2 separate regions of the Macaca mulatta genome follow, and region 1 is linked to region 2. A link is a contact called in public Hi-C data. All regions are on one chromosome and are shown on one strand. The core of a region is the stretch at or near the end of the contact, and the rest is flanking DNA. Distances in the headings are between cores, read along the strand shown.

Region 1 (5,815 bases), core at 2,155-4,654, 880 kb before region 2:
GAGCTGCAGAGGGCTTCTGAGATCCAGGGTGTGAGGCTGGAGAAGGCGTTGCGAGGAGAAGCAGGTACGGCATCCCAGCAGATCCAGAGCAGTGGGCGTGGTCTGAGAATAGTACTAGTCTAACCATCTGAGGAAAACAGACCTTGTCACCTGCTGGGGAGCTGTTAGCATGGACATATGGTGCTAAATCCACAACTGCTGCACACTTTAAACATCAAACTATTGCTTCTCAGCCTTTTGGCCAAGATCAAATGTAAAAATCAAACTAGTGGCCCAATTTGAAATTCCCAGGAGCATTGGTCAGCCCGTGGACCTTGTAACTGTGCTTCTGTTCAGCCCTACCTCTCCACTGGCTAACACGAATGTTCTTTGTAATTCAGGGATTAAAATAAATTCAGGAGAAATATATGGGTATTGGAGCAGTGTTGGTAGTAATTCAAAGCCCAGAGTGAGTCAATGTCCTGGTTTTTCCTTTACTACCTGTATGACCTTGGGCCAGTCACGTTATAAACCTTTATACTTTTTCATTTTCTCATCTAAAATGGGGACAATAGTGGTTTTCTCCTTTATAGAACTGATATAAGGATTAAAGAAGAAATTATATATGATGCTTAAGTTAACACATTGCCTGCCCCAAGGTAAAGCAATAAGTGGTAACTATTCCAGTAATAGCTTCAGATTCTTAGATTCAAACAGAACTCATCTGGTGAAGACCTACTATACATTAGACATTAAAACACTGGGTCTGTAACAATGAGTGTGAAGCAGTTCCTACCTTGAGAAGTTTATAGTCCATTGAGAGACACACATAGGTAAAGAGGTAAGCCACAATACAGTATGACGAATGCTATGATAGGAACAAGAATTAGGTGCAATGTGAACAGAAGCAAGAAGTGCCTAAGTGATCTTGGGGCAAGGGGAGCCAGCGGGCAAGGCTTCTGGGAAGGGGTGATCTATACGATGAGAACCTGAGAAGGAACAAGAGTTAACCAGTGAAGAGGAGATTGTTCTGGCAGAGGGAACAGTGCCTGCAAAGGTCAAATGTGAAAAGACATGAAATATCTTCACAAATGAGCCAGTGAATGGGTTTTCAGGTAAGGAATGGCTTAAATCTACATTTTCAGAAATCTTCCAGTAGGTGTGTGGCTCATGAATTGGGGGGCCCTAAGAGTTTGTTGGGGGTATTGTCTCTTTAATTTTATAATGTGATGTCTTCAGCCTTCAGCATTTGGGATATAAAAGGTGAAAAACCAAGCACTGAAATAATGTGCAATAATATAAATAACAGGTTACTTGTTACTTAACAAGTGAAACATTAGGATTTCAATTCTTTAAAAGTCCAGTTATGTCACAGCGATGACACTAGCAGGTGCAGACCCAGATTTCCTGAGGCCTGGAGTTCGTGCAAAGTCACGTGTGTAAAATTGTGAGGGCTGCTTCCAGAACCTTGCAAAGACCCATCCAAGTGAGGGATCCTGGGGTTTCGGTTTCATTAACTGCATGGTTAATTTAGGACTAGATTTCAGGGAAATGCTAGAGTCAGACTTTACCTCTTCTGTGCCTCAGTTTTCTTGTTGGTAAATTGGGAGTGATAATAATAGTTACTTGTATTTGTGGTGAGGATTAGCTAAAATAATTTATGTAATATTCATAGACCAGTGTCTGGCTTGGAGCAGATGATTAACCAATACCTGTTTGCTTTTTCACTAAAATGCGCTGGATTTCCTTGCAAAGATGACCCAAATTTGCTCATTAGAAGTAGGCTTATTACAGGCTGGGCACGGTAGATGCCTGTAATTCCAGCACTTTGGGAGGCCGAGACGGGCGGATCACGAGGTCAGGAGATCGAGACCATCCTGGCTAACATGGTGAAACCCCGTCTCTACTAAAAATACAAAAAATTAGCTGGGCATGGTGGCGGGCGCCTGTAGTCCCAGCTAACTCAGGAGGCTGAGGCAGGAGAATGGCGTGAACCCGGGAGGCAGAGCTTGCAGTGAGCTGAGATCGCACCAGTGCACTCCAGCCCAGGCAACAGAGCGAGACTCCGTCTCCGGAAAAAAAAAAAAAAAGTAGGCTTCTTACAAATATAAAGAGTTTCTTGCTGCCTGGACTGAGAGTCACTGTCCATCTCTACAGCTGCTGTGGGGCTTTCGGTAGAATGAACTGCCCTTGTTTGGTGGTTTGGTCATATTCCCAGTCCAGAAGGCTCTGGTTCTCGTCTTTGAGAATCTGCTGATCTCAGTGAGAGTGTTAGAAAGGAAAAGGAAAAACCAGAAAAGCCAGAGTATGCTTCAGTTTGCCGCCAGCAACATACGCCAAGAAGCGGCATGGTGGAAAGTGGGGAGCTGTGGGTGCCAACAAGTCCTGTGTTCAAATTCTGTTCCACTCCACTTAGGCTGAATAGTCCTGGGAAAATCACTTAACCTCTCTGGCCCTAGATTTCTTATCTGAAAAATGAAGATACTAATCTCCATATTACCAGGTCATTTTGAGAATTAGGGGTGTTGATAGGCAAAGTCTCTGCCAGAGTATTGACTACGTTGTAGGCATTCAGTAAACACTACTCACATCATTTTACAAAATATTACTAAGTATCCACACACATCTTCTTTTAAAGAATTGTCTAATTTTTACTGCTTGAAATTTAAATGAGAGAAACCAAAATTGTAAAGCATCTTCTGAAAATCTTCCTCATCCCCAAATATGAAAAAAAAAAAAAGAAAAGAAAAGAAAAGAGAGAGCTATTTTGAGTTATAGCAAAAGAAATCTGGCCAGCTTGTGATGTTTCAGAGGTGTGCCAAGCCAGCCAGAAGATGGATTCCATTCATTCCCTTTATATCCTTGGTAATTTAATTCCCCTGTTAAGTTTATGGGCCTTTTTCCCTTGATTGTCCTTGTGTGGGTGATAGATGCAGATCAACAAGGGGTTGGAGACTAAAAGAGTCAAGTCACGGAGAGTGGCCTCAAAACCAATTCGAAGTTTTGCAAACCAGGCACCAAAATTAATATACTCTAACTTGTAATAACATTTGTGCAATAATAATATTCCTTGGTGGTTTAGTATTCTATTCAGTCCCTCTAAGAGATTGCCCTGTTGCTTAATGAATGACCAATGCTTATTAGGTTAAGTTGTATTTGAGCTGGCCTGTGCTGCTCCGGTTCAAGTGATTTAATGGGAATTATTTAATAGGTATTATTAGGATAATTAGAAAATGATCACAGTTAGGCAATAATATTGAGCTATAAAGGTTGTGAATAACCAAATTTAGAGACAGACCTGAAAACATGAGTAGTCTGCGACAGTTATGCAAGGCTCCTCTGATAATTATGTAGGCTGCCTGAAAGGGGCTTTTGTTCTGGGAGTTATTCATTAGGCGGGCATTGAATTAGAGGAACATGCGGGGGTGCGGGATGGAGGGCAATGATGGCTGATGAGCAAAATGAGGCTTTGATGAGCTCCTCATTGTCGTGACAACAATTCCTGCTTTCTTTTTTCCCAGCAGTCAGAAATAAGCTCTCCCGCCCCCGGGAAGGGTTTTTCCCCATTTTGTCAAGGAAAGGGAAACAAAAGAAAACAAAAATCTAACAATCCACCCCAGATGACAAATCGTTATGTTTTGCAGGACGTGGTGGAGTGAGTGTGTGTGTGTGTGTGTGTGTGTGTGTCTGTGAGATGTCTTTGACAGAGGGAAGAAAGTCCCCTCTTGGTCCTAGCTGGCCAGGTGAAGGACCAGGATATGCAGTAACCTGATTCCTGGGGGCCCTACCATCTTCTGGAAAGAGGCCAAGCCCAGCTCTGCAGCCACTTAGACTCTTGTTGGTTGAGGCACTGTTTGTTACCTGCTGGCTTGTTGCTTGTCAATATGATGATCAGTGTTACCTACTAGGGCCATGGAATACCACAATCTAGCAAGAGACCACCATTCAAATTTAAGTGGTCTGGATACACAACCTGGGCTTTCCTTCAATACCTGGAATCTGATGAAAACTGAGTAACTTCGAAGGAGAAAGGATTTCTCCCCAGGGGAGGCGAATAAGAATAATTATTCCCTTATAACTTTACCAGCTTTGGGGAAGATTTACCAGCTAGTTGTCTGCATGGAACTTCTCGCCTTTTTTGGAGCCAGATGGTTTCTACTTCCTGGAGATTGAGGGGTTTACCAAGGAAAATTAGGATGTGCAAGGTGCCAGCAGGTGGCAGCAGGAGCACACATTTTGTGAGAAATGCCAGCAAAAGCCTCACCAGAACCAGGGAAGTAGTTGGGCTTAGACTCCATGGTTTTCGCTGCTGCTGAGGACCTGAGGAATAAAAGTTCCTGGAGAATGTACAGTGAGGTGTCCTGGACAGAGCACAGGCATTAGAGTCAGACCCTCCTGAGTCTGAATCCCAATGTAGTCCTTATACAATTATTTACTTTTCTGCCAGATTTTCTCATCTGTAAAATTGAATGAATAATACCAACCTCACAGGGGTGATATGAAGAAAAGATTAAGTGAAATAATGTTAGTAAAGCACCCAAAAAAGGACCTGAAATACAAATAGGTATTCAAAAATATTTCTTCTCTTTTCTTTTATATCCCTGTTATTATAAAACACAGCTGGATGGTCAATGACTTCTCAAATTGTATTTATTTGTTCATCCATCCACATTCATTTATAACTATACTCCCTAAAAGAGATTTAAGCTGGTTTCTATAAATATTTGTAATACATGAATTTTGCATGCCTGGTCCAAACAAGGATCTCCATGAGGACTTGTTGTTATCACTCCCACACCCCCGCCACCACCGCCCCCCCCCAAAAAAAAATAGCAATGCAATAAAAGCTGTTCAACAAAGATAGCAGACTATGGGTTTTGAGGCATGCCTCTCTGACACTCTGCCACAATTTGGGAATGGGTTTTAGGAAATAGATATTCTTTAGGTTTCCTTCCATAACTATTTGTTCTCAAAAGGTACTGGAAGGCAGTGGGTTAAAGGTTGTACCCTTTCATCCATCATTAGACATGGCTGGTTACTGTGTATTCATAAATCAGCAGAGCAGGGGAAGGGTTGAGATCTTCTGTGATTCTAAAGGAGTCTCTCTAAATACAGGTAGCCATGAACACAGAAACACAGATAATATTATTTTGTCACATAATATAGTGGGATATTGTCAGAAAAGAACACCAACCTTATAGATAATGGCTAGGAGTAATAAGACTTCAAAGTGGATGATTAAGCATGCAAGGAATTTGGGTTGTTTGCCACAATGTTATAGGTGCAGAAAGTAAACAACAAAATTCAGTACATCAGAGCAAGAGAGTTTATTATTCACAGCATAGCAAACAGCAGGAGCATCAGCACGGAAGCCCAAGTTGCCCTGTCCCCAGGTCCCATGGTGTGACATGATGAGCCCAGATAGCAAGCCCAGATGGCACCTGTGCATGCAGTGAGTTGTCCCATAGCTAGGGAGCCCCAGCAAAAGGACTCAGCAGCTTTTATAGCAAGCAGTAAATGAGCCATTTCCCCTTTCCCAGGAAGCAAGTAGTTGTGCAGTAGTCACACGGTAGTATCCTGACCCACTTCTCGGAATTCTCTACCTGATTAGTTAGAGGAATGGCTCAGGTTCAGAGGATGGTAGGGCCTTGCAGTTTGGCTCACTCAGCAAAGATGTACAGGAACACTCCTAGTCTATGGAAGACTGGCTCACTCAACAAATACCGACAGTCCACTTGCTATGTATTCGCCTCTGTTTCCAGCTTCACTGGCCACTCAGTAGGAAGTCCATGGCCTCATTGCAAGCCAAATATTGAACAAACTAATAAGAGACTAA
Region 2 (5,648 bases), core at 467-2,966:
AGTATATATACGTGTATGTGTACATGTGTGTGTGTGTTGTGGGAGGGAGGTGGTTGAGTGTGTGTGTGCATGTGTGTGTGCTGTGGGAGGGAGGTGGTTGTGTGTGTGTGTGCATGTGTGTGTATGTTGTGAGTGGGAGGTGGTTGAGTGTGTGTGTGCGTGTGTGTGTTTTGTGGGAGGGAGGTGGTTGTGTGTGTGTGTGCGTGTGTGTGTGTTGTGGGAGGAAGATGGCTGTGTGTGTGCATGTGTGTGTGTGTGTTGTGGGAGGGAGGTGGTTGTGTGTGTCTGCATGTGTATGTGTGTTGTGCAAGGGAAGTGGTTTGTGTGTGTGCATGTGTGTTGTGGGAGGGAGGTGGTTGAGTGTGTGTGTGCATGGGTGTGTGTGTGTCGTGGGAGGGAGGTGGTTGAGTGTGTATGTGTGCATGTGTGTGTATGTGTTGTGGGAGGGAGGTGATCACATGGTTTGAAGACTGCAATAGAATTGTAAATACAAATATTTATAATTTAGTGTTTTGTTCTTGTAACAACAGTATATGATAGGGCAAAATTGAAAACTGAGAACGCACTAGAAAATAGGTAAATAAGAATATAACTTGCAGGAACAGTACTCAGGTATTAAAATAAATTAAAAGTACCTGGTAACAACTACAGTGATTGCCTTTGAGTGGGGATCTTTCTACTTTGCCTACATATTTATTTTTTAAAAAACAATGAGTACATAGTTCTTTTATATTTTTAAAACTTTTTAAATATAAGATGATTTAAAAGAACATAATTCAATACACATTTTTCAGTGTTTGCCATGTTCTGTGGTCTCTACCAAGGAAATCATAGACTAACAAAACTGTATCACTTACATTTTGCAAAGGATGATACCAATGATTTTCAAAAAGCCCATTATAGAACTTAAGAAAAACACTGTCAGGATTCAAATAGAAAAGTGAGCCAAAGATATAATCATACATACATTTAAAAAAGAAAAATGTTGAAGTCCACAGATAGGTAATCTTCAGTAAGCAAAAAATTCTAGGTAAAGCAACTTAGACCATTTTTTTATCTCTAAATTATCGAAAATGTCAAGCAGTGATAAATAACAATGCTGTGGAGATTCAGTGAGGCTGGTTCCCCCAAAGACTGCAGATGGCAGTGTAAACTGGAACAAATGTTTACATTTCAGGAGGTTTCCAGAGTTCCACAAATATTTGTTAAATGTCCATTCATTCTTTCATGGTGGAATGGAATTCACACTCAGCCCGATCCACCGCTAATTTAGAGGTAACCTGATTGCCAGTTAGCTGCAAGTTGATTTTCTGTATTCCATAATGCTTCTAGTCACACACTTCATACTGTTTTGAAATGATGCAATTTGAAACGATGTCAGGAAAATTCCGCATCTTTCATTTCCTCTACCTATCAGAAAATCTATGACAGGTATAGAGGTGGTCAGAAACCTGCCAAAAATGCTCCACCATTATCTGGGGGACCAGGCATGTACATGGTGATGAAAGTTGTCAATTAAACATTGCCCAATATCCTTCTCTGGAATTCTTGCCTAACAGGAAACCCCCAGTTTCTGCGAAGAAATTAAAAGTAGCGATAGAGGCATCTTTCAGCCAAAACATTTAAGAAAGTCATTTATGCAATTCTCACTACCCTCTTGGAAGTCAAAATGAAAGACAATGTGTTTTATACATAACTTTGTAAAGTCTGCCCTCTATCGTTCCTCATAGTAAATGCAGCCAGCATCCACCAATGTATTCTATGTTTCAGATGACATGAGATCCTAAATATTTTTGTCTACAATTTACCGGGCACCTTCAATATGCCAGGTAACAAGTAGATGTATACATGTTTGTTCCAAGTTTAATACTTACTGCAGCTCCATGAGGCAAGTAAAGTGCCCTTATTCCTATTTCACATCTAAGGACACACGCTCAGGGAAGCTAAGTAACTGTGTCGAGGACACACAGCTGATAAGTCAAAGCTCCTGGATTGTAACCTGCTCTGTCCAGTGATAAAGCTCATATAGTCTTTATTCTATGCCACATTGGCTCCAATGTGCTTCTATTCTGACACTTTAAAATGTGGACATAGCCATATATTTATTGACACCCATTATCATTTCAGAAAGCCACACAGACATCAAGTCAAACATAAAATTTGTCGGAACACATATGAAAGAAAAGACAACCCTTCAAATATACTAACTCAAGGAAGCCTTCAGACTTTGTAAACGTGCTTTTTTCTTGCATAGAATTCTTCCTAGTTAAATGGGCATTCAGGCCACAGCATCTCAGTGATCTTGGTAAGATGCATCTCAGAGCCGTGCCATTTCTGGATATCGTCTGGCTTCATGAGGTATGAATGTTTAAACACTGGCTACTGGTATTGCAATAGGAATTCAGCAAAGCTCTGTTGAAATCTTCAGCTGAACCACTTAAACCAAGCAAACAAGTCACCTCCAGGCAGTGTGTTCCCAGCACCTATCAGATTGTCAGAGAACTGGAGGAGTGTGACAGAACAATTTCCAGGGTCATTGGTCTACATGTGAGGCAGGGGACTAATCATTTGACTGATACGCTCATGCTAGTGGGAAACCAGTGAGTTCCCTACATGAGTCGCTTCCAAACACCCTTAGCTGCCAAAGGATAGTGGGTTTGGTCTCCTCAAAATGGAGGACGTGAAAGAAGGGCAAGGGCAGCTTCTATAAGATTCAAGAATGCCGAAGTTCCCATATGGCGTCAGTTCAAATAGCAGGGGCGTGGGTTAAGTATGTCTTTCTTCACCTAGTAAATGAAGACATTTTCTCATCTTGGGGACTTAGTTGCTATGTATTTGAAACATTTCACCATAGAAACAATGTTAGGTCCAGCCAATCCATAAAATTCATGCCATTCTTCACTCATCTATCTAAACAATCATGTTGTGATGATGGAAGTAAATGTAAAAATATTTCTGGGGAAAACCCACTCCAGATTCCAACCTAGACCTTAGGAGCATGTAGTCTCCTAAGGAACCAGGAGATTCTTTAGTGTCATAGGCTCCTCCCCCACCCCCAATCCCTTCACTCACACACATCTGCTGGGCAGGGACAGGAGGAATTCTCCAGCTCCAAGTCACTGCTGGAGCTCCCTTGGCCTGGGGTGGAGGCAGCAGTATGGGAGCAGGAGGGTGGGCAGTAGGGGACAGGTGGGAGATTAAGAACAGGCACTGAGGACCCATGGGCCAGGCCTTTTGACAGTATGGCCCTCAATAGAGCAAATTCCATGTCTAAGCCACTATCTGATCTCTCTCTTTCTTTTCTACCTCTGGTTTTAAATCTGGCCCAGTCTCCAGGCCCAGCCAAACCTAGCCTATAGAAGGCTATAGGTTGGGTTGTTTAGGGTCTGTGATGGTTAATACTGAGTGTCAACTTGATTGGATTGAAGGATACAAAGTACTGATCCTGGGTGTGTCTGTGAGGGTGTTGCCAAAGGAGATTAACATTTGAGTCAGTGGGCTGGGAAAGGCAGACCCACCCTTAATCTGGTTAGGCACTATCTATTCAGCTGCCAGAGTAGCTAGAATATAATCAAGCAGAAAAATGTGAAAAGAGAGACTGGCCTAGCCTTCCAGCCTACATCTTTCTCCTGTGCTGGATGTTTCCTGCCCTCAAACGTCGGACTCCAAGTTCTTCAGTTTGGGGACTCGAACTGGCTTTCATTGCTCCTCAGCCTATAGACTGCCTATTGTGGGATCTTGTGATAATGTGAGTTAATACTTAATAAACATACATATATATATAGTTTATATATATAATATACCACATATTATATTCCATTAGTTCTGTCCCTCTAGAGAACCCTAAGGTTCTGTCTTCCTCACAGATCTGGTTGTTTAAAGGAGTGTAAACTTCCCCTTTCTCTCTCTCACTCCTGTTCTTGCCATGTGACATGCCTGCTACTGCTTTTTCTTCCACCATGATTGTAAGCTCCTGAAGGCCTCACAAAAGCCAAGCAGATGCTGGCACCATGCTTTCTGTACAGCTTGCAGAACCATGAACCAATTAAACCTCTTTTCTTTATAAGTAACCCAGTCTCAGGTATTCCTTTATAGTAACACAAATGGACCAACACAGAAAATTGGTATTGAGGAGTAGAGTGTTACTATAAAGATAACTGAAAATGTGGGAGTAGCTTTGGAACTGGGTAACAGGTAGAGGTTAGAAGACTTTGGAGGGCTTAGAAGAAAACAGGAAGATGTGGGAAAGTTTGGAACTTCTTAGAGACTGGTTAAATGGTTGTGACCAAAATGCTGATAGAGATATGGACAGTGAAGTCCAGGCTGACAAGGTCTCAGATGGAAATGAGGAACTTATTGGGAACTGGAGTAAATATTGCCCACGTCACATCATAGCAAAAAACTTGGCTGCATTGTGTTCATGTCCTAAGGATTTGTGGAAGTTTGAACTTAAGATGACTTCGGGTATCTAGTGGAAGAAATTTCTAAGCAGCGAAGTGTTCAAAATGTGACCTGGCTGCTTCCGACAACCTATGATGAGATGTGGGAGCAAGACAATGACCTAAAGTTGGAACAGATTTAATTTCTAATTTAAATTTCCTAATTTTCATTATGATGTCTTATTTAAGCAATTATTTATTTGGAAGAGTATCTCTAAACATTTAGGGATTTTTTTTCAGAGTTATTTTCTAGTTTCTTTTATTGTTGTTTATTTCTGACTTACTTCCACTGCGGTTGGAAAACATACACTATTATTTTAATCCTTAGAAATTTGTTGAGATTTGCTTTATGGACCAATAAATGGTGAATTTTGATAACTGCCCCTTGTGTATTTGAAAAGAAAACATGTATTCTGTGGTTGTTGGATGCAGCATTCCACTGCACTTAAGTCAGATGCTACTTATGTTAAGTTGTACATTTTATTGCTCAAACTTTCAATATCTTTACTGATATTTTTTGTCTCCTCATTAAAATAATTATTGAGTACCAATCCCATTATGATTACAGATTTTTCTGGTTTTACAGTTAGTTTTTATCAATTTTTGCTTAATATTATTTGTATATGTTATTAGGTACACATATTTCTTTATTTTTAACTCTCTCACATCCTCTTTTGCTATTGTTATGTATTTTTAATTCTACCAAATTTTCTAACTTTATAAGAAATTCTTAACTTAGGTAGTATACATTCAGCTTCATTAAACATTTATCTTTTATATTGCTCTTTATTTCTGCATTACAGATTTTGAGGATTGTTTTTCATGTACCTAACAACTCTCTTTTACATTTTTTATTGTGAGTCTGCTGGTGATAAATTCTTCATTGGTTTTTCATTTCTTTCTTTTCTGTTTTAACTTTTTTTTGTCCATAAAGTTTTAATTTACCTATACTTTTTAGAGAATAGTTTTGCTGGGTGTATAATTAAAAGTTGACAATTATTTTCTTTCTGTACTTTAAAGGAATCACTGCATTCATTGTCTCTTTTGCTCTCATAATTTCTTTTTATGTCTGCTGTTGATCTCATTGCTTCTCTAAAGGTAATATGTTTTAATTTGTCTGGGTACTTTAAATTTTTTTTAGCAGTTTTTACATACCTTTTTTGGTAATACTTCTGTAGACTGGTATTTTTCATCAGTGTTTTGAAAATT

Evidence for each region. Hi-C and Micro-C count contacts between places; a contact is called where the count stands out from the background.
Region 1: a Hi-C map of fetal cortex germinal zone shows a contact between it and region 2, with 2.9 times the contacts expected there. The contact joins two enhancer-like sites. A contact is called at or near these places in 2 of 14 Hi-C or Micro-C datasets (fetal cortex germinal zone and fetal cortical plate).

What each region holds. Positions count from the first base shown.
Region 1 is chr14:53,130,165-53,135,979 of T2T-MMU8v2.0, reverse strand. It overlaps MICAL2 (microtubule associated monooxygenase, calponin and LIM domain containing 2), which reads left to right. Exons shown (of 30, transcript XM_077963312.1): 27 at 1-64. Among named protein-coding and RNA genes, the nearest start is that of PARVA, 43 kb to the right of the region's middle. Within about 2 kb of position 3,404, at least 4 of the 40 cell types and tissues checked have an H3K27ac peak or open chromatin away from gene starts, as enhancers often do. A contact at or near this core is called in fetal cortex germinal zone, where this site is marked.
Region 2 is chr14:52,247,764-52,253,411 of T2T-MMU8v2.0, reverse strand. No RefSeq gene overlaps it. Among named protein-coding and RNA genes, the nearest start is that of ARNTL, 130 kb to the right of the region's middle. Within about 2 kb of position 1,716, at least 7 of the 40 cell types and tissues checked have an H3K27ac peak or open chromatin away from gene starts, as enhancers often do. A contact at or near this core is called in fetal cortex germinal zone, where this site is marked.